Linked DNA regions of Hordeum vulgare: region 2 is linked to region 1. A link is a contact called in public Hi-C data. All regions are on one chromosome and are shown on one strand. The core of a region is the stretch at or near the end of the contact, and the rest is flanking DNA. Distances in the headings are between cores, read along the strand shown.

Evidence for each region. Hi-C and Micro-C count contacts between places; a contact is called where the count stands out from the background.
Region 2: a Hi-C map of leaf shows a contact between it and region 1, with 6 times the contacts expected there. The contact joins the promoter of LOC123409019 here to the promoter of LOC123411092 in region 1. A contact is called at or near these places in 3 of 6 Hi-C or Micro-C datasets (leaf and seedling).

Annotation. Positions count from the first base shown.
Region 1 is chr7H:458,118,650-458,123,247 of MorexV3_pseudomolecules_assembly, reverse strand. It overlaps LOC123411092, which reads right to left and starts at 2,876. Exons shown (of 1, transcript XM_045104017.1): 1 at 2,165-2,876. The coding sequence starts at 2,752. The coding sequence ends at 2,381. It overlaps LOC123411090 (protein GFS12), which reads right to left. Exons shown (of 19, transcript XR_006613182.1): 16 at 4,327-4,462; 17 at 3,951-4,121; 18 at 1,575-1,660; 19 at 140-718.
Region 2 is chr7H:458,549,586-458,554,560 of MorexV3_pseudomolecules_assembly, reverse strand. It overlaps LOC123409019, which reads right to left and starts at 2,043. Exons shown (of 2, transcript XM_045102020.1): 1 at 1-2,043. The coding sequence starts at 1,933. It overlaps LOC123413238 (T-complex protein 1 subunit gamma), which reads right to left. Exons shown (of 14, transcript XM_045106181.1): 10 at 4,909-4,975; 11 at 4,693-4,818; 12 at 4,380-4,484; 13 at 3,744-3,818; 14 at 3,049-3,638. The coding sequence ends at 3,450.

The DNA of each region.
Region 1 (4,598 bases), core at 1,627-4,126:
TCCATCGATAGTTAGAATATCTCCATTCATCTTTTTTAGAGTTTGGAAATATTGCATCTCACTTGGTATGGAGTTTGTGGTACCACTATCCACAAGGCATAATTCATCTTCCATCAGATTGTTACCGTAGAAAACCATATAAAACAAAAGAATTTTTCAATAAGAAAACCTTATGTTAATACATAGAATATAATCTTATTATATCAAATGTGCTAATACAATATAATATAAAGACAACAACAAACTTATGTTCTTACTACAATCATCACAAATGGACATAATTAAGTAGATCACTAAGGAGATCGAGGGACTAGTCAAAGTCGTCAAACACATTGTTTGAGGTGTACTCAAGCAACATGGCCTCTGTTTCACCACGGTCCTCAAGAGGATAAGCAAGCATGGCGTTGGTCGTCCAGCGGCACGACGGCCGCATCCTGGGGCGTGGTCACTTTTGCGCGTGCCCCTTGCAGCGCCACGATGGTCGCGTCCATCGACATGGCAACTGAAGCGCCAGATGCTTGCATTCGACGATGAAACTGTCGAAGGCCATCCACTCTATGGCGGTGACGGGCAACAAGGCGGTAGCGGCGACCGACCTCGCGGATCAGACGAAGACAAGGCCTAGCATCTCATCGACGACGAGTGCTCCTTCCCTCCCTTTCTTTCTTTGTTCTCTCTTGCTTTTTCGCTCTTGCTGGTTGTCTACGTGCATGATAACCTGTTCGAGAAAAGTGAGCTTATACCACCTCAAGAGACACGAGCGAAGAAAGGCGTCGGTTCCAGAGGGCGCAAGCAAGAGGCGTCTATGCGGGACAAACCGCATGACGGTTTGGGCATGGGCCCTAATTACATGTATTTAATTATAATCACAACAAACATATACTCCCTCCATTCTTAAATATAAGTCTTTTTAGAGATTTCACTAGGAGACTACATACAAATGTATATAGACATACTTTAGAGTGTAGATTCACTCATTTTGCTTCGTATGTAGTCTTCTAGTGAAATCTCTAAAAAGACTTATATTTATGAACGGAGGGAGTACATTCTAAAATAAGTGTTATAAATTTAGTACTAAGTTAGTATAAATTTAATACTAAAACAGCGACACTTATTTTGGAACGGAAGGAGTATAACAAAAGAAAAGATTATCCTGTTTCCCGCTTTGTTCCCATCTGTTTAGTTTTCTTGTAATAATGCCAGATAAAATTTCTTTTTACAATCTTGGGCGTCCGAATCAGGTTTTGGTTACCGGGCGGTATTTTCGGATACCGTCGGGTAACCACATTTCCGAGTACCTCCGGTATAATTTTCGGATACCGTCGGGTAACCACATTTCAGAGTACCTCCGGTATACATGTTCACCTGATGAAAATTACTGGCTTGAATTACATCAACCTCCATGTGAATAAGATTGCAGGTCCATAGAAATAGCACGTATCTTTGAGATCATTGCTACCAATTAGGCATGACAATAACAAAAGGAGGGCAATGTCAATGCCCAAAATTGGAGCCCAAAGATGTGCACATGATGCTATATTTATTCTATAACTGTGGTCAAAGTTTTTGCCAACCTAGTAGTATTTTTCTTCAACTTTGAGCTCAAGTCTCGACTCTCCAGTTTCCAGCCACGCAGGATTCTTCAAGAACTACTCCTAATCTGACAATAACATTCATTGTTGTATGTTCAGCTTTATTTTGGGCACAAGAAACAGATGCCCCTCTATTTGGACTCCTAAATTAATGCTAATAAATGGCGACTGAATTGTCATCTCAAGAAACATTCAGTAGCAGATATTTTAACCCTAAGATCAAATAGCAGCAGTAGTTAAACAAATATCGCGAGCATTTTTCTGGAACAGAGAACTAGTATTGAAAACTAATCTGCTAAATGATAAAAGCTGCCTTATGCTTCTTATACTTCGTTGAGGCCCAAATGAGGCATCATATTCACATAAGATCTTCTAAGTAAACTACCCACTAGCTGTACTTTCATTCAACAACATAAAGCACACTGAGAAGAATAACGGAAACACTTGAGAGACGAGATACAGAACACAGGACAAGGTTTGTGGTGGTGCAGCTCATGGATTCAAATCCTGGCTCTCGATATCAAAGACACACATGCAATGGGACTTTGAACCCGCGACAGCAACACAACCACTAAGAAGTACACAAGGTTTAAATACAAGGTTAAATGACAGCCAAGAACTAGTGTGTGCACAGACACAGGACACACAGATCACTTGTGAACAGCACGCGTGACACATAACACAACACTACACTAGAGCAAAGCAAGAAGCTTATGCCACTACCACAGTAGCATGCTCTAAAGAGCAAAGGCTTAAACATCAAGACACCAAGACAGACAACAACACAGTCAGGGATTGGCAGCAGCATGAACGCCGACCACACCAGTGCCACCGGGCGTCAAGGGCGAGCCACCAGTGCCAGGGAAGGAAGCAGAGCCCGGCATCCCGCCGAAGCCTACCTGTGGCGTGACGCCGTTTGGCCCTGGAAACACCCAGCTGACCGACGGGCCAGGGTAGAAGCCACCGAACCCAAAGACGTTCTGGGGACGGTAGGGCTCGGTGGGCTCAGTTGCCGGGATGTCCCTCGCACCATGGCAAGCAATGGTGGTGACGAGCAGGAGGCCAAGAACAAGGCTCGCGCTGACGCCCCTACGCCTCTCCATTGTTGCTACTGCTTTTGTTTGCCGACCTTCTCGTTTTGCCAAGAGCAAGTTGCCCATCCCCCATTTTATAACCAGTAGTGTGGTGTACTACTGTGCATGATCGTTGTCTTATGGATTAGTACCAATCGGCCTGTGGCTGTGGCTGTGGCTGTGGCTGAAACTGAAAGGTGGGCCTACTTGTGTTCGTTTGCGGCAGGACCCACCTGCCAGTGACTGCAAAGGTTTTGGCTACGGTCAAACCAAAACATGGACCGCAGATCTCCATGGGACCATACATGCTTGCTCTGTTGGTGTACTTCTAGCTTGAGTTAAGACCATAAAGCTAAGACCTGACATACTGAACTTATGTACACTATTTGATGCTGGGTGTATTGTGGCTTGGGTGCTCATGCCGCGGATTGCAAGGACAAGGCCTCAGACTGCAGTAAACGAGAGCACTCATATGAGGACCGTAACGGGAAACCAAGCTCCAATTTACTTTTCCTCCACAACCACCCAACTACCCACATTTAAGCTCCCATGATCCATGTCAGCTAGGTCTGCAGGAAATTCAAGGCATCCTCAGCTTTGTGGCAGAACGAACCAATAGGAAATCGACAGACAACACTGCAATATTTCTCCGATAAAGGACAGGCAGGTTTCAGGACAAATCTCAACTCAAGGGATAGAAGATGACTTAGCATAGTTAACAAGAAATCATTTATTAGCAGAGTGATCCGGTACAACAAATGTATGTGATATATGATGACAAGTTTTCCTAGCGTTGATCAGGTTTTGCCAACTACAATTTGGATACACTGTGTCCAAAATCGGGCAAGCAAAACCATATGGTGCAATAAACTAGAGCAAAGAGTGAAAGCTAGTACAAGCTTCGGCCTCACTAGAACAACAAAGCTAGGAAGTTATTAAGTACTCCCTGCGTCCCTTATTAATAATCGTCGCTCAAAGCAAATGTATCCAGACGTGTTTCAGTGCTAAATACAACCATTTGAGTGATAATTAATATGAGACAGAGGGAGTAATACATAGCCATGTGTTATTGCATAATTGCAAGGAAAGATTAGACAAAAATTGAAGCTTGTACTCAGCCATGGATTTTACAACAGTAAATGTGGTTATATATGTATCCTGTAACCTGCAGTGACTGCTGGAAAATTGAAGTAAACAAAAACTATGAGCAAGGTACCACTAAAATGTTAGAAAAGAGAGAGACACTGCTAAAATATTTAAGTCGATAAAAGGTAGAGATGATTACCACTACTGGAACCATCTAATGGCAGATTTTGAGAAAACCATCTTCTGTTCCAACGACAAACAATCTTGACAGAGGAAGCACAGAAATAGCCGAAAGAACAGACATGTTTTTATATTTTACTCCTCTGTCAGTCGAACATAAGTTCTGAAGTACGAGCTGCTGATGTCCGATCTGCACGGATTTTTTTTTTAACAAAATGTACCAACAGTTATTTCGGCAGGAACAAAGTGGACTTACAATTCATATGATATGTAAAATTCCAAAAGAGGCTGCTCCAAATAGCAAAGTTTGCCATTCTCAAAAAAAGAAAAGAAAAAAAGGTAAAGTTTGCAAAATAGCGTGGTGGTGAATGTGGTCAAGAGGATAAAGTACATACCTCACTTGTTGATCTCGATAGGGAAGTAAGTGCAATTTTGTTTCTTGTCACTGATACCAGGTCTTGGCCCCAAACAGAGAAGTCAAAGATGCCATCTGAATGGCTTCTGAAAATGTTTGACTGGACTGATAGGTTCCTGTCACATTGCGCACAAAACTTCAAGAAACTAAGAACAAATCATAAGCAATAAGATATATGCGTATTGCGTAATCCAAAGTTGAAAATCAAACTGCTGCTTCTATGAATTGTGGATTCGGTGTGATATAATATAA
Region 2 (4,975 bases), core at 794-3,293, 430 kb before region 1:
CATTAGCATCCACATCCCCCTTCGCATCCTCACCCACCACCTTTGATGTATCAGGTGACTTGTTCATTGCATTAGCATCTGCATCCCCTGACTCCAATTCGACATCCAAGCTCATGACCTTTGCATCCTCATTCACCACCTTCAATGTATCCGGTGAATTGTTGCTTGCATTAGGATCTATATCCCGCAACTCCAATTCGACATCCAAGCCCTTTGCATCCTCATCCATCACCTTCAATGTATCTGGTGACTTGCTCCCTGCATTAACATCCGCATCCCCTGACTCCATCTCGACATCCAATCCCTTTGCATCCTCATCAATCACCTTCGATGTATCCGGTGACTTGCTCCCTGCATCAGCATCCGCATCCCCTGACTCCATCTCGATATCGAATCCCTTTGCATCCTCATCCATCACCTTCGATGTATCCGGTGACTTGCTCCCTGCATTAGCATCCGCATCCCCTGACTCCATCTCGACATCCAAGCTCATGCCCTTTGCATCCCCATCCAACACCATTGATGTATCCAGTGACTTGCTCACTGCATTAGCATCCACATCCCCCAAGTCATCCATGCTCTTGCTCCCCGCATCCCCAGAATCTGAATTCTTCAAGTCGTTGTTCCTCAAATCCACACCTTCTGTATCTGGTTCCTCCAAGATGTTGCTCCTCGCATCCCCAGACTCCAACTCCTTCAAGTCATTGCCACTAGCATCAGCATCAGCAGGCCCCGATTCATCCAAGCTCTTGCTGGTCAGACTCGTACCCTCTAACTCTGATTCCTTCAGGCTCTTGCTGCTCGCATCAGCATCTGCATCTCTAGGCTCCAACTCCTGCAAGGCCTTGTTCCTGGCATCGGCATCTCCATCCCGCTCGTCCTTGACCAAATCAAAAGACGCCTTCCGAACAAGCTTCTCTGCCTCCTCTTTCTGAGGCAACCCAAACAGATGAGGCTTCTGATGCGAAATGAGCCGCTGAAGATACGCCCCGCATTTGCACACCCCATGATCCTTCTTGGGCAGGTCGTTAATCTCCTTCTCGATCAAGCCCCAGATGAGGCCTGCCCAGTTGACCTTATGCGGTGACCCAGCCTTGACCGCCTGTTCCGCGGCGGCCACCTCCTGCGGCAGTTTGCAGTCTGCGAACAAGGGATGGATGCAGACGCGCATGAAGTCCAGGGCGGCGGAGACCAAGGTATTGGTTTTGAGCCCTCGAGGCCGGGCAGGCGGCGGGGCGGACTTTCTCGGGAGGTTGAAGACGGTGGCTAAGTCTGTGCGGTTGAAGCTGACGCGGGTGTCCCAGATGAAGCTGCGATGATTAGTCGGGTCGTAATAGGCGATGAACTGCGCGACGAGGTCGGGGCGCGGGGGCTCAGATCCGAGGCCAAACCGCGCGAAGTCGAGGACGCCGAGGTAGCTGAGGGCGACCTCGTTGCCGAAGATCGGCGGGGGGTCCACCGGGCAGAGGCGGAGGTCGACGGGGAGCCGCGCGAGGCGCTCCTCCGCGACGGCGCGCAGCTTGTCGGTGAGGGGCTTCCTGAGCTTTCTGGCGGGGGTGGATCTCGAGGGCAGCCCGTCCAGATCGGGCCTGGCGGCAGCGGCGGGGGTGGCGGCCTCCGGGGCCTGGGGAGGAAGCGGATCGGTGGAGACAGGCTTGGCGGCGGCGGCGGCGGCGGCTGGGGAAGCCGCCTCCGGGGCCTGGAGCGGGGCTGGATCGGTGGAGACGGGCTTGGCGGCGGGGGAGGCCGCCTCCGGGGCCTGGGGCGGGTCCGGATCGACGGAGACGGGCTTGGTGGCGGCGGCGGATGAGGCTTCCGGCGGCGGGGACGGGACTGGATCGGCGGAATCGGGCATGGCCGTGGTGGGAGTGATCCTCGAGGAACGGCGCCCGGGTTTCACCGCCGACGGTTGGGGTTTGCGTCTGGGAGGCATATCGACTCGACTTGGGTGGGGGGTGGATGGGGAGAGAAGGGTTGGACGGGTCTTCTTCTTCTCGGAAAAAAATATTGCCTCCCAGGTCCGGGTCTGGGGTCTCGCCGTCTCGCAGCCGCAGGTCTACATCGCCATATATATCGGATATCCGGCGCAGATATGACGTCAAAACCGCCAAACTGCCCCCCATGAAGCGCCACCAAATTCAAACAGATATACTTGTGCTGGTGACCCCTTTTTTTCCTAGAAAAAACCTGGTGTTTTTTTGCATGGAAAAAACCTGGTGGTACTTTTTTTTCTTCTTCTAAATGACGCTTCAACGCATCATTTCGTGCTCGGAGGCTTCATATGTTTCGCACCTTTTTCTTATATAGGGGACAATATATTTCGGGCTTTGACTTTGAAGCTATCTTTATGTTCCATCTAACCAACAACAAAAAAAATATGTTAATTGTTTTAGTACTGCATCGAAGGTAAGCATCTAACGACAAAACAATTGATTCGTCTTCTCCTAGACATGTTAGGAGGAAGTGGGCCACAAGATACTTTTCTTGCCACATGCTCTGTTGACTTATGTTGCCTTGTGATGGAGTCCTCAGAGGTTCACGGGTTAAGTATTAGAATTTCAGAATGTGAGTTAAAGGTTTTCAAGTCAGATAAGCAAAATGAACTCGAGCAACAGTTAAAGTGTTCCCTAAAGCCACCAAAGTTTCTATATTTGTAAAGGGGTGTTTGGTATGGTTTAAAAGAAGATTTCTCCATTCTTCATCTCGCCAAAATCAGACAAACATTATGTCAAAACTATAAACTGCCAAATAAAAAAACAATCCATATGTATAAAGAAAAATTAACTTTGACTCATAATGTATATCTGTTTGGTATGCATTGCCATATACATCCTCTATTTTGGCAGTTCAGAGAGAACTGCCAAAACGTCTTATATATACAAACCAAAATAAAATTGTTTTAACTTTTGTCAGACATCTTCAAGGTTATTGAGCAGGCGTTATTTTCGGTGCAATACAAACAATGGCAACGTGTTAATAGATTTGGGTTAGAATAATAAAGCAGGAGGAGTAAGAATGGCTTAAAATAGAGGTAATGCCCCAGCAGCATCAAGAAACTCGCATCGTCTTGCTATAATTATAAAAGAAAACTGACATCATGGCATAGCTAGTTTTGCTGTTAAATTCAAGTTCCTATATCCGTTCACTACTACAAAGTCCAAAAACAAAAACGAACAGCAACCATCCATGCAATAGTCAGATCCCAAAACGCCGATACAAATACACAACTGAAACCCCACATGCGCCTCATCATCCGAACATACGAAAATGCTACAATCCAAACTAATACTAGACGACCCTGGAGGCCTGGCCACCATCAAACATTCAAGAAATGCAACCAACGAACGCCATTTCACGTGTTAATAAAACATTCTGCTCCGCGGGCGCCTTTTCCTAGCTTTGGTACATAACATCACCGGTGCAGGCTCACTCCAGCAGCACAAAAAGCTCTACTCTGGGATCATCTGTTCAGTGTCTGCATCTTCACCAGTTTCAATCTGAGGTTGCTTGGGAGCACCTGCGCCAGGAGCCTGCTTCTTCTTGATTCCACTGACAATGTCGTCAATCCTTAGAAGCATGCAAGCTGACTCAATAGCTGTCTTGAACGTCTGTGCCTTCACGCTGTAAGAATCCCAGATCTGCAGCAACAACAAAAAAGGTGTGGTGCTTAGACGTGCACGCACACAATCCAAGTGAAGGGGCAGTAGAATTCATGCGGAGTAAAAATACAAAAAATATACTACCTTCCGCTCCTTCATGTCAACAATATCACCAGTCCTTCCATCAACGCCAACCCAAGGATTTTCACCGTTCGCATGCTGAAGCAAAACAATGAAATTTAAGCGACAAGCAGTAGCGAAAATACAAGTATCATAAATTTTGTAATATTTTAAAACTGAAAAAGAAAGAATTATACAGATCAAGTATTCTCTGGTTTTGGGGTTGGGAAATGATGCTTAATCTTTAATTTGCGGTGAGAACGAATTCAAAGAGAGTTATGTGCAGTTATGTGCAGTTATGTGTTCAGGAATGCTGTTAGCTACGTGTATTGTTGTACATAATCCTAGCATAATCATCCATAATAGCTCAAAAAAGATGCGTGAAGTACCGTATCAAAGCCATTGCAGTGCCAAACCAAAAGCCTTTTTTCCTTGCAACTGGCTCAGTTTATAAAGGGTGGTTTATCCAAATATCTAAAACCTAAAACTAAGCAATTTCCGCATCATATGTCCAACGCTCAACAAGTGACACTTCTAGCTATATAAGAAAAGCATGTTACACAGGATCTAACGATTCTGTATCTAAAATACTGGACTCACTTTAATCCTCAACTTTTTTTACAAGGTCACTGGAGAGTTAAATACAAGAAAAGTTATTACCTTCCCCTGGAGCTGTGTCATCGTCCTAATAACATTCAAACCACAATTTTGAAGCAAAGTTCTTGGGATTGCTTCAAATGCTAAAGCAGCAGCTTCATAAGGCCACTGATAAAAAAAAGTAATCAGACACTCAAATCATAAGACGATAAACACAGAAAGCTATAACATGTGCAATGCTCCAAACACACACAAAAACACATTTTATTCAGTATGATGTGGTAGTGTGGACTTGTGTGAATGTACTAATAGGCCTCCGCCTAAATGACTTCATTACTCATAGTAAATGCTAGCACTGATACTTCTAAAGCAATACCTTTTCAACACCTTCAACTGAAGAACTCTTCTGCTTTAGTGTTGCCGATACAGTCAATTCAGAAGCACCACCTCCAGGTAGAAGTTTCGGATTTTTCAAAATGTTCCTTGCAACAGACATGGCATCCTGGGAATGCAAAAAAAAAAGGGGGAAAGGTTAAGGACAGTCTTACTATGAAATAAAATATTAAATAGGACAAAACAAGCAGAACAATACCTGAAGGTTCCTCTCCACCTCGTTCAAGATGTCCTTGCTTGCTCCCCTCAATAGAACAGTGCATGCT